Regions from separate parts of the Gossypium hirsutum genome. Here region 1 is linked to region 2. Evidence: chromatin contacts called from public Hi-C data. All regions are on one chromosome and are shown on one strand. The core of a region is the stretch at or near the end of the contact, and the rest is flanking DNA. Distances in the headings are between cores, read along the strand shown. Region 1 has its middle 35 kb from the start of LOC121225052. Region 2 holds the start of LOC107920755 (transcription factor BIM2).

Region 1 (5,001 bases), core at 46-2,545, 200 kb after region 2:
CAAAATGACCTCGTTTCCTTTTTGTGCTTTTCTAGAATTAGCAGGGCTTACTGACAAACACCGCAATAGATCAATCATTAGCGGCGCTTATTGAGAAATGCCGCTAAAGATCGAGCATTAACGGTGCTTTTTGTAAAACGCCGTTATAGGTCAAGCATTAGCGCCGCAAAAAAGTTAAGCAAAATGATGTCATTTTTTGTTGAGCTTTAGTGACATTAGCGGCGCTTTTCAATAAATGCCGCAATAGATTGAGCATTAGCGGCTCTTATTCAGAAACGCCGCTAATCATCAAGCAATAGCGACGCTTTTTGGAAATCGACGCAAAAAAGTTGAGGAAAATGACCTCTTTTTTGTTGAGCTTTAGAGGTATTAGTAGTTTAGGGATTATGGGTTTAAGGATTATGGTTTATTATTTATTGTTTAAGGGTTGGGGTTTAAGGGTTAGGGGTTTAGGGTTTATAATTTATGTTTTATGATTTAGGGTTTAAAGGATAAGGGTTAAGGGTTTAAGGATTATGGTTTATGGGTTATGTTTTAAGTGTTGGGGTTTAAAGTTTAGGTGTTAGGGGTTAAGGGTTAGGGGTTAGGGGTTTAGCGTTTATAATTTATGTTTTATGATTCAAGATTTAGGGGATAGGAGTTAGAGGTTTAGGGATTATGGTTTATGGTTTGTGGTTTAAGGGTTAGGGATTGAGGTTTAGGTGTTAAAGGTTAAGGGTTAGGGGTTTAGGGTTTATAGTTCATGTTTTATGATTCAGTGTTTAGGGGATAGAGGATAGGGGTTTAGGCGTTATGGTTTAAGGGTTGGGGTTTTAGGTTTAGGTGTTAGCAGTTAAGGGATATGGGTTTATGGTTTAGGGTTTTAGGTTTTGGGGAGAGGGTTATGGTTTAGGGTTTAAATCAATTAGTATTTTTTAATTTATATATTAAATAATTTATTATATAATTGTAAAAGAGATAATATTAATTTTAATAGATTAAAATTTATATTACTTAAATTTACAAAAAAATTATTATTTAAAATTTATATGAAATATATAAAAATTAAATATAAAATTGTGAAAATTTGTCAATCATTAGTGGCATTTGGACCAAAAATGCGTTAATATATATTAAAATTTTTCAAAAGGGCACCGTTTCACTTTAGGAATATAATTTTTAGTGGCTTTTTTATTGTAAAATGCCGCAAATGTTATGCAATTAGTGGCTTTTTTTTTTTGTAAAACACCATAAATATTGAAATTTCAATTTGACTTAAACGACATCATTTTTTATTGGGTCTGTTGTTCTAAGTCTAAATCTCTCCCACCTCGACTCTCCTTCCGTCTTTCTCCTCTCCTGTAAATCCCTAGATCTTTCACCCCTTTACTGTCGTTTTCTGGCCTTCTTCTCGCTCCAATATCGCTTCTCGTTTGGGCTGACTGGTAAAAATCTCAGCAAATCCCTAATTTCTCCGTTGACTGGGTATTTGGCTTTTATTCCTTGAAGCTTTTATTATTGGTCTTATTATTAGGTTGCCTTTTGAATTTGGGGTGTTTGGAGTAATGGGTGTTCTGTATCTAATGGAATTTGTTTGGAATTCTTGTTTGTTTTGTTATTGCTTAGGTTTTTTGTATGTGGATATGCATGGTAGGCTTTGTTCATTTGTGGGGATTCTAACGGTTCTTCGAGTTATTGGGTTGGCATTTTCGGTATGTTTCCGTGATTTCCATGTTAGGTCATTCTATTTTTTGTTACGCTATGGCCCCCCTCCTTCGCAGGTTAGGTCATTCTATTCCATGTTAGGTGATTTCCTGGTAATTTGTTTCTTTTACTTAATTTAAATACTCTTTTTCTTATTAAAAAATTCGATGATTGGGCTATGGGAATTTTCGTGTTTGAGATAAATTTGTTTTCTTTTATTGATTGTCTGTTTTCTAGGTGTTGGCTTTTTTGTCTCTGTTTTAATCTATTTGTTTCTTGTGTATGATTTTAGTGAATTAACTAGGGTGAATAAAGAAAATCATGTGTTCCAAGTTCTTTTATTCTGATTTGAGATACTATAGTTGAATGAATAAAAGATACTAAATTGATCATTGTGAATTAAAACCTCATATTCCCCAACTTACCTTTTCTAGTCATTAAAATTAAATCCCTTACTCCCAGTTTGTCTCTTTAATTTTTTATCAATGAATATGATTTGTTAGAATGGTCATTCAGATTTGTTACTACAGTGGAGCAAAATATACTTTCCAATTTCTACTCCCAATTTTATGGTTAGAATATTTAGGTTAGATTGTTTTCTAGTAAGTTGTTTACTACTGTGGAGCAAAATATACTTGCCAAATTCTCCAGTTTTGATTTTACTTTATTCCTTAATCTTCAATGCGTGCTTCTTGAGAACCTTTTATGCAATTAATCAAATGCTAATGATACAGGAAAACTCTGTTAACAGTGAAACTATGTTTAAGATGAATTAATTAGGTTCATAATGAGTTTGGTGTATTGCATTTCCATGTTCTCTTCACTTTGATTGTTTGAACCATAATGAAATAGTTATCTTTATTATTTTTGCAGTAACATTTGATGATATAGGAGTAGCTAGTTTGAAATATGATATACTGCTAGTTGGTGGGTTTCTTTAACAAGTAATGGAATAGGAACAATATGTTTAAGCTTGTACAGTAATTTACTTTCTCTATTCATTCAAAATTATGATGATGATGATAACGATGTTTGGATTTTTAGAAATTTTTGAATGCTGATTTGATATTTCGATTTCTGAATTTTGTTGAATTATGAATGCTTGGTGCTAATTTTTTTTCCTTTTTAGTTCTTTTATGTATTTTTCGTGCAGTTGATAATATAATTGCATGCTAGAATATTTGTGAAAGGAAAAAAGAACATGATTTTATAATTTTTCTTTTATTCATATTCGGTACTAATTTACTTCTTTTTTTTTTTCCAAAAGTTTGCTTCGAATTTGAGCAAATTTAAGGTATTTATTCCTATGTTTCCCTATGTTTCCCTAACTAGTTTTCTTAAAAAAAAACATCTCAAATTTTTTAAATTTTTGTGTGGTTATATTTTAATTATTATTTTTGAGTTTTAGAAAATGAAAATATTAGAAAAATCCCTTCCTGATCTGTGCTCTTTGCACGTAAATGCAAGGAGAAAGATCTTTGCATGCTCAATTTGTTATTCCATATATAGTATATGTTTCTGGCTCTTGATGTATGCCATTAATTTATTGGAATATACAATTTGATTAGGGATAAAACATCAAATTCTCTAGTTTATGCTGCCTATCCAATTACTTCAATTGTAGTAATTAGCATGAAATTTTCAAGCTCAACTTAAATTCATGTTCTACATGTCATACATAGATTTTTGAAATGACATTCAAGCTCAACTTGAATTTGCAGCTTATTACAAAATTTGAGAAGTGGAAAATTTATTGTTATATAACTAATTTTATTTTTTTATTCTCCTAACCTTATCAATGCAATACCCCCACTGCCCCCACCGCCCCCACCGCCCCCACCATATGTTTGAGAGGTGGAAAATTTGCAGCTTATTACATAATTTGAGGTTTAAATTATGATTGTGAATTCTCCACGTATTATTTACCCAAGCAAAAACAAATACACAAATTATTAAATTTGAGATTCAAATTCATAAATTACTTTATATATTAGATTAATTGAATAAATTATGTTTGATTAGTTTATTCGGTTTAATGTGAATAAATTATCGATTTTCGATTTAATTGAATAAATTATGTTTGATTAGTTTATTTGATTTTATGTGAATAAATTGTCAATTTTTTATTTAATTTAATAAATTACTGATTTTATAATTGATTAATTGATTGAATTTAGTTTGATGTTAATAATTAAGAATCTTTTACATACAAATAAATGATCGATTTATCATATATAGGCTATTAAATATATATTATTTTGCCAATTATATTTATTTTCACTGCCAACTCAAAGTTTTTTTTTAATTTTACTTATTTTGATAAATATAGAAAAATTAATTATATTTTAATTTCTACCCCGACTAATACAAGGAAAGAAAAATCAAAATTACTCAATAATATAAAATAAGATAAAATATATCTGTCACAAGATTATTAGTAAAAGCTACAAAATGATCTCTGAATTATTCAGAAATTAAAACTTCTATTTTAAATTAATATATAATTTACATAACTTACATAAATATATATCAAATCAAAATTTACATAACTTATATAATTTACATAACTCACATAACTTACATAACTTAATAACTATATCATAACTTACATAATTTACATAACTTTAGAGAATTAAAAAAAACTTTGGATCTTAACTTAATAACTTATATATATATCATATCATAACTTACATAACTCACATAACTCACATAACTTGCATAATACATAAATATATATCATATCATAACTTACATAACTTAATTATACTTATAAATAAACAACTTACCTGTGTAATTTATTGTTAACTTCAAGAACTACGAAATGGACCGGTCTTGGATGAATTTGTCAAGGGTAAGCAACGACTATCGAAATGGAGTGCAAACTTTAATTTTGCATTTCAAAATGCAAGCCAAGAGAATATAATTCTTTGCCTGTGTAAGAAGTGTGGCAACATAAATTGACATTTTTGTGAAGTTGTCTACGAACATCTAATTGTTGATGGGTTTATTCGAGGGTATAAAAAATGGGTTTTCTATGGAGAGTGCACACCTAGTAGAACCTCTTCAACAATTAATCCGGCTTATCTTCATAGTGCTTATCATCAATCTGTTAGAGAAGATGACATGGAAGGTATGTTGCGGGATGCGTTTAATATGTGTAGTCATGGTTTGCAATCGTTTTCATTCGAATTTGTTGCATCCGATGATTGTAATCTTAGTGAAAATGCTTTTACCGAAACGGGAAGAAGTGTACTTGATGAAGAGCTGAATGGAGAAGCGGCGAAGTTCTACACGTTACTTAATGAAATGAATGAAGAA
Region 2 (5,555 bases), core at 1,453-3,952:
ATAAACCCGAGAGCAGAACCAACCGAGAAAAGGAGACCAAGATTTTTCTTTGTTTCAGTCGTACCTTAGCAGATAGCCCTCTATTTGCATGTTTTCCAAGATCAATCTGCACTGACATGTTGGCCTGTGACAAATCCAAACCTGAGCCTTGAAGTGCTTGTGCCAGAGCGCTCAATAAGCTGGTCAACATCAAAATCCATAAACATATTATCAGCTTATATTCAGTACCCTAAACCTAAATGGAATTTTGTTTAAGTTAGAAAAGTATTAGATAAGGTCTTAAATATATAAAATACAGTAGTGAAAGAAGATATACCCACCCTTGAGAGTAGACGCTAGAGATGCTAATTGTTCCTCCTTCAATAGTCAGATCCTCCTGTTGATTGATCGGTATATCATTGCCAACAAGACACTCAGTCGATTGAGTCTCAGAGACTGGTCTCCGAAGGGGATGCACAAGCACATTCTCACCTTGGATGGGCAGATGGGTTCCGTTGTTTGCCAACTCAGTTTGGCAATCCATAGTTTTGGATGTAACATATCTGATTGGATCAGTTTCTACAGCATTCGGCCCACTTGTGATCACCGTGGGGTTAATATTGGTGTTATTCTCATCAAACTTCCGAGCAAATGTTGCCCCTGGGCCAGAACCGTTTTTAATAGCTTGTGGGTGACCAACGAGACTCTGAACATGCCAGTGACTATTTCTCTATTACCGCAAGGAAGAAGTCAGTCATTATTCAGAGTTTTAATACCTCAAATAAGAAGGCACCATATCCAGAGGCTTTGTTCAAGAGAAACTACATTATTAATAAAAGAAATTAACACCTCGATAGTAAGCAATATAAAGCACCGAAACACAGCGGCAATTATGAGCAGATAGATTTACGCATTAAATTATTGAAATAATTAATATAAAATAAAAAAATCCAGTAATATACATCAAATAAATCAAGTATGTTATCTCATTACTGCAACAAAAAGTTGCAGCAATAATTAAAACATTGGTTAAGAAATTTGTTGCTTCTGAAACTGAATTTCCCATCGGAAGTAAAAAGAAAGGTATAGATACCTAATAGCTTAATGAAGAGGTTAAACACAAATAATACCAAAATGTCTAATGTAGATACCTAATAGCCTAATGAAACTACAAATTAACCACTCCAACCAAAAACAAAAACATACTATTTAAACCTCAAGATAGAAAACGTACTACTCAAACATACCCATGGCATTAGTTTCGCCGGCTCAGAACTCCATCCCTGGTATGAATCCTCATATTTTTGAACCTTCTCCTGTAAATATTGAACATACTCTATCACCTACAAAAGAACATCGTTCGAGTCCATAAAAATTTTATGCGGAATTTTCTCAAAAGGTAAACAACTAGATAAAATAACATAGTATGGTATTTTCTTATTTCCACATTCATGACATACCTCTAGCAGGAACGAAGCCGTATCTCTCTTTTGATCAGTGTTTGGTATTAAATCTCTCAATCTTTGAAATCTAAAAGCATCAGAGAACTATTATTGTTCACAAAATTTAAGCAAGCATCGTAAATTCACAACCTCTGTTGAATCCATAGAACATCAATAGTAATTCCATAGCATTTAACTCAATGCTAGAAAAGGACCAATAACAGCTTAATTTAAGGAGCCATTTCAGGTTAAACACCTTATAAACTAAACCATTCTTTTAAACTGATTCATAAGCACCTCCAGTTCCTAATGCAATCGAATAGCTTAACACATCAATAAATGCAGTCAGTTAGCTAGACAATCTACTTCCTTTTCAATCATCAATATTCCCACAACCTACCCCAACCCCTAAGCTAAAAAAGTTCAAAACTTTCTAAGCCTCAACCTACCCCGACCCATTATAATCAATGGTTTATGCAATTACCAGAAATTTAACTTGATAAACATACAGAACTACTAAGAAAAGAGAAGCAAATACCTTTCATTAATCTTACTCCTCCGCCTCTGCTCCGTGACAGAATGTTTTGAACGTATAGCGTTAGCCTTATCATTGTTTTTCCCATCTGCTTCCACACCCCCAGAATGTATATAAAACAAAACCGGAACAGGAACCAAAAAAAAAAACCCAGAATTCCAAATACAACAAAAGTAAAAGAAGAATACCCTTTTCAAGAAACAATCATGTAGAAATATACAATGAAAGAAGAAAGGGGAAAAGGGAGATCTGGGCATGAAGAGTGGGATCCAATCTAATAATATACCTTTGTTGGTGGTGCTATTGTTGTTGGGGTTGAAAGACATAGTTTGATTTGAAGAAAAGCCTCCTTTTTTGGAACCAAATTCTTCTTCCTCGTACTCTTCCTCCTCTTGACTTCCCTTTCCCGTTCTCATTTCTTTTTCCTCCTCCAGATATGACAAAGAATATATATACACACTATAAAGAAGGTAAAGATAGTGAAAAGAAAGAAGACAATTTGCTGGAACTAATAGATAAAAGGAAGGGAAAAAAGTGAAGGAATTTGGAAAGAAAATGAGATTGGAAGAACAAAAATTATGGAACTCCTTTTGTTGGTTGGTTCCCAGCGACGAGAACAGTGTGTGTGCTTAAACTAGTTTCTTTCTCGCTCTCAAATCACGTAATTTTCCACTAAATACTTATAATTTATATAATTAATAAATAAAATAAGTAAACTGCCTCTTAACTCTAGTTAAAATTATGATTCAATCATCCAACACCTGTCACTAACATTACCAGTTTAATACAAACGATCACCTATTTGTTTATTAGAGTATTATGAGTAAGATGTTGCACATTAATTTTGTCACCTAATTTCCACTTGGATTACCAAGTAGTAGTCACCAAACCTTCTCTCTCTCAGTTTCTTTGTTTTTCCAGTCATGTAATGAGAGTTGCAACATCAAGGGATCAAGGAACTCACCAAAGCCATGACTATATCAGAGTCCTTAATTGAGCTTGTTCTAAGAAAAAATAAATTCGAGTCTTCCAATCTAGGGGAGAAGGTCAATGGTGGGGAAGACCATGAGGAAGAATAGGTTAAAAACAACAATAGTGGAAATGGTGGTAATAAGAAACCACATAATGGGAAGTGGAAGCCCTACAACAAACTGAAGGAACCAGTGAAATGCTTCCTTTGTAACGATTCGCATATGGTAAAGGATTGTCTAAAACGATTCATGTTTTCTACCATCAAAAGGGATGATGAGCCTAAAAAAACACCATTGAAGCTTGGTTCGATCTTAAGTTTTGCTGAAGCCAAGAGGGTCAGAGAGAATGAAAAGAAGTCAGTGAAGTGTTTCTTATATTATGGTTCGCATAGGATGCAGGACTGTCTAAAGCGATCCAAGAGATCTACGATCAGTAAAGAAGATGATGTGGAGCTAGAGAATGAGGCTTTAAAGCTTAGGTCAATGATACTTAATTTTGCGAAAACGAAAAGGGATCATAAACAAAAAGGGTTGATATATGTAGACATCAACATCGCAAGTCAAAGAAAGAGTGCTTTTGTCAATACGGGGCATCAGACTTGTCCATATCAGAGAAATCCATGGGTAAAATTGGCCTTTCGGTTAGCAAATTGACCAAGAAGATCAAGACAATTAACTCCAAAGAAGTCTTAATTGTGGAAGTAACACAATGAGTTGAGCTACAAATCAATGAGTAGAAAGGCAAGGAAGATTTGGAGGTAATTCACTTAGATTGTTATGGCTTTGTTATTGACTTGAATTTTATTGACTGAAGTAATTCTCTTTCGGTTTCTTTTGTCGGTAGCATATTATAAGTGTTTGAGAACTTTGAATGAAATCTAAATTGGTAAGAAATGTGAATTTGATTTGGATATTGAATTGTGGTGTCAATGAGGGCACATTGCTTAGGCACTTAGGTTAGATGATTTTTGGCATGTTTTGGGCTTGTTTAAGTGTGTTTTGAATAGGTTTAATTGATAGTAAATGAGTTGCTTGATGTTCAAGTAAGCATGTTTTAGTATACTTGCATTTGCAGGAAAAATTAAGGGCACACGGCCTGGGACACCGGCTGTCACACGATCATGTGCTGCACACGGTCTCTTTACATGGCTGTGTATTTTAAGTCAGCATGTCACATGGTCTGGGACATAGCCTGCGACATGGTCATGTGAAATTATTTCGAAAGTTACACGGTTGGCGCACGGCATGTCCCTATGCCACACAGTATGGGCTCTGTCATACAGCCTGACCACACGAGCGTGTGACCCCTGTTTTCAAAATTTTTAAATTTTCTAAAACTTTTAATTTTGTTTCAATTTGGTCTCTGATTGTTCCCAAATTATTTTTAAAGCCCTGTAAATCCGATTTAAGGTCTGCAATCGTATTTATGCTATGAATGACATTTGAATTTGATTATTTGTTATTTAATGTGATATTTGGATAGTTAAATGTTATTAATTGTCGTATTATGTATGTAATACTCCGTAACCCTAATCCAACGACGAAGACGGGTTAAGGGTGTTACAATCTTGTTGTATGGCTTTCAAGGAGAATGTATAAGGAATGTATACTCCGTTTTATGGTTTAATCTATTGTACTTTATCCCTCCCCCCGCGATGACCATAATGAAAATTTTCATGAATTTCATAATCGACTATGGAAAAAGATAAGAGTGAAACTTGTGGTGCTCTTTTTGTTTGTGTTTAAAAAGTTATGTCGGGAACTTAGCACCAAGCTATGTCTGTGTTTAAAATATGGCCATGACATTTATTGTGATCGCAAACATAATGAAATGCTATATCAAAGCAGAGAGCATTAATCCACAAAAATAATAGCCATAACATCATATTATCGTTGCTGTTTAACGACCTGCTTGGTATGTTGTCATTGATTTTGATTGTTTGGCAATGAAAATAGGGATAATGACATCAATTGTACTCAGCACCCAGGAGGATCGAAAGGGTTGCCAGATCGAGAAAACTAAGGTTAATTATTTGCCTTGGTTGTATAGCATCCTAACTAACAAGTCCTTATTGTTCATACGTCTAATTATTTGTTTGTGCTTGTCTTTGTTTTTTGGAAGATTGAGATTATAGTGGGAAAAGCAAAGAAACTTGGTGCCATCAATGTAGTTGTAACCCCAAAGAAAGCTATTGATGAAAAGGCGTAGATATTAAAGAAAAGTAGTAGCATTGGAAATTCACTACTTGTATAACATCATGGATGATCTTTCCATGAAGTAGGAGATAGTGGAGCTGAACCTTTCTGTCTGTGTGTATGTGTGTGTGTTTTTCTTTTTTTATTTGTCTTTTATAATATTAAGTATCAATCTACTGTACAGTTTGCACATTAAGTTTAAAAAGGGATGTATGTTATGAATATCATTTTGAGCATAGCTGCATTATCATCTCAAATCTCAATACTACACCATGATTTCATCTGAGTCGAATTCATTCAGAAGCAAGCATATTCTCTTAGCACTTTCTAGCATTATTATTTTCTTAGCACTTTCTATATTAAGCAAAAAAGAGAGAAGAGTTATGACAGATGATTAATATGTTAACATTGGAAACAACTTTTATAAACTAT

What was found. A called contact is a pair of places that touch in the nucleus more often than the background predicts.
Region 1: a contact with region 2 is called in a Hi-C map of leaf, with 2.0 times the contacts expected there. The contact joins the enhancer-like site here to the promoter of LOC107920755 in region 2. A contact is called at or near these places in 2 of 34 Hi-C or Micro-C datasets (hypocotyl and leaf).

The regions. Positions count from the first base shown.
Region 1 is chrD13:18,924,901-18,929,901 of Gossypium_hirsutum_v2.1, forward strand. No RefSeq gene overlaps it. Among protein-coding and RNA genes, the nearest start is that of LOC121225052, 35 kb to the right of the region's middle. Within about 2 kb of position 1,296, at least 7 of the 9 cell types and tissues checked have an H3K27ac peak or open chromatin away from gene starts, as enhancers often do. A contact at or near this core is called in leaf, where this site is marked.
Region 2 is chrD13:18,726,796-18,732,350 of Gossypium_hirsutum_v2.1, forward strand. LOC107920755 (transcription factor BIM2) reads right to left here and starts at 2,703. Exons shown (of 7, transcript XM_016850600.2): 1 at 2,243-2,703; 2 at 1,960-2,044; 3 at 1,440-1,509; 4 at 1,227-1,322; 5 at 321-709; 6 at 65-179. The coding sequence starts at 2,372.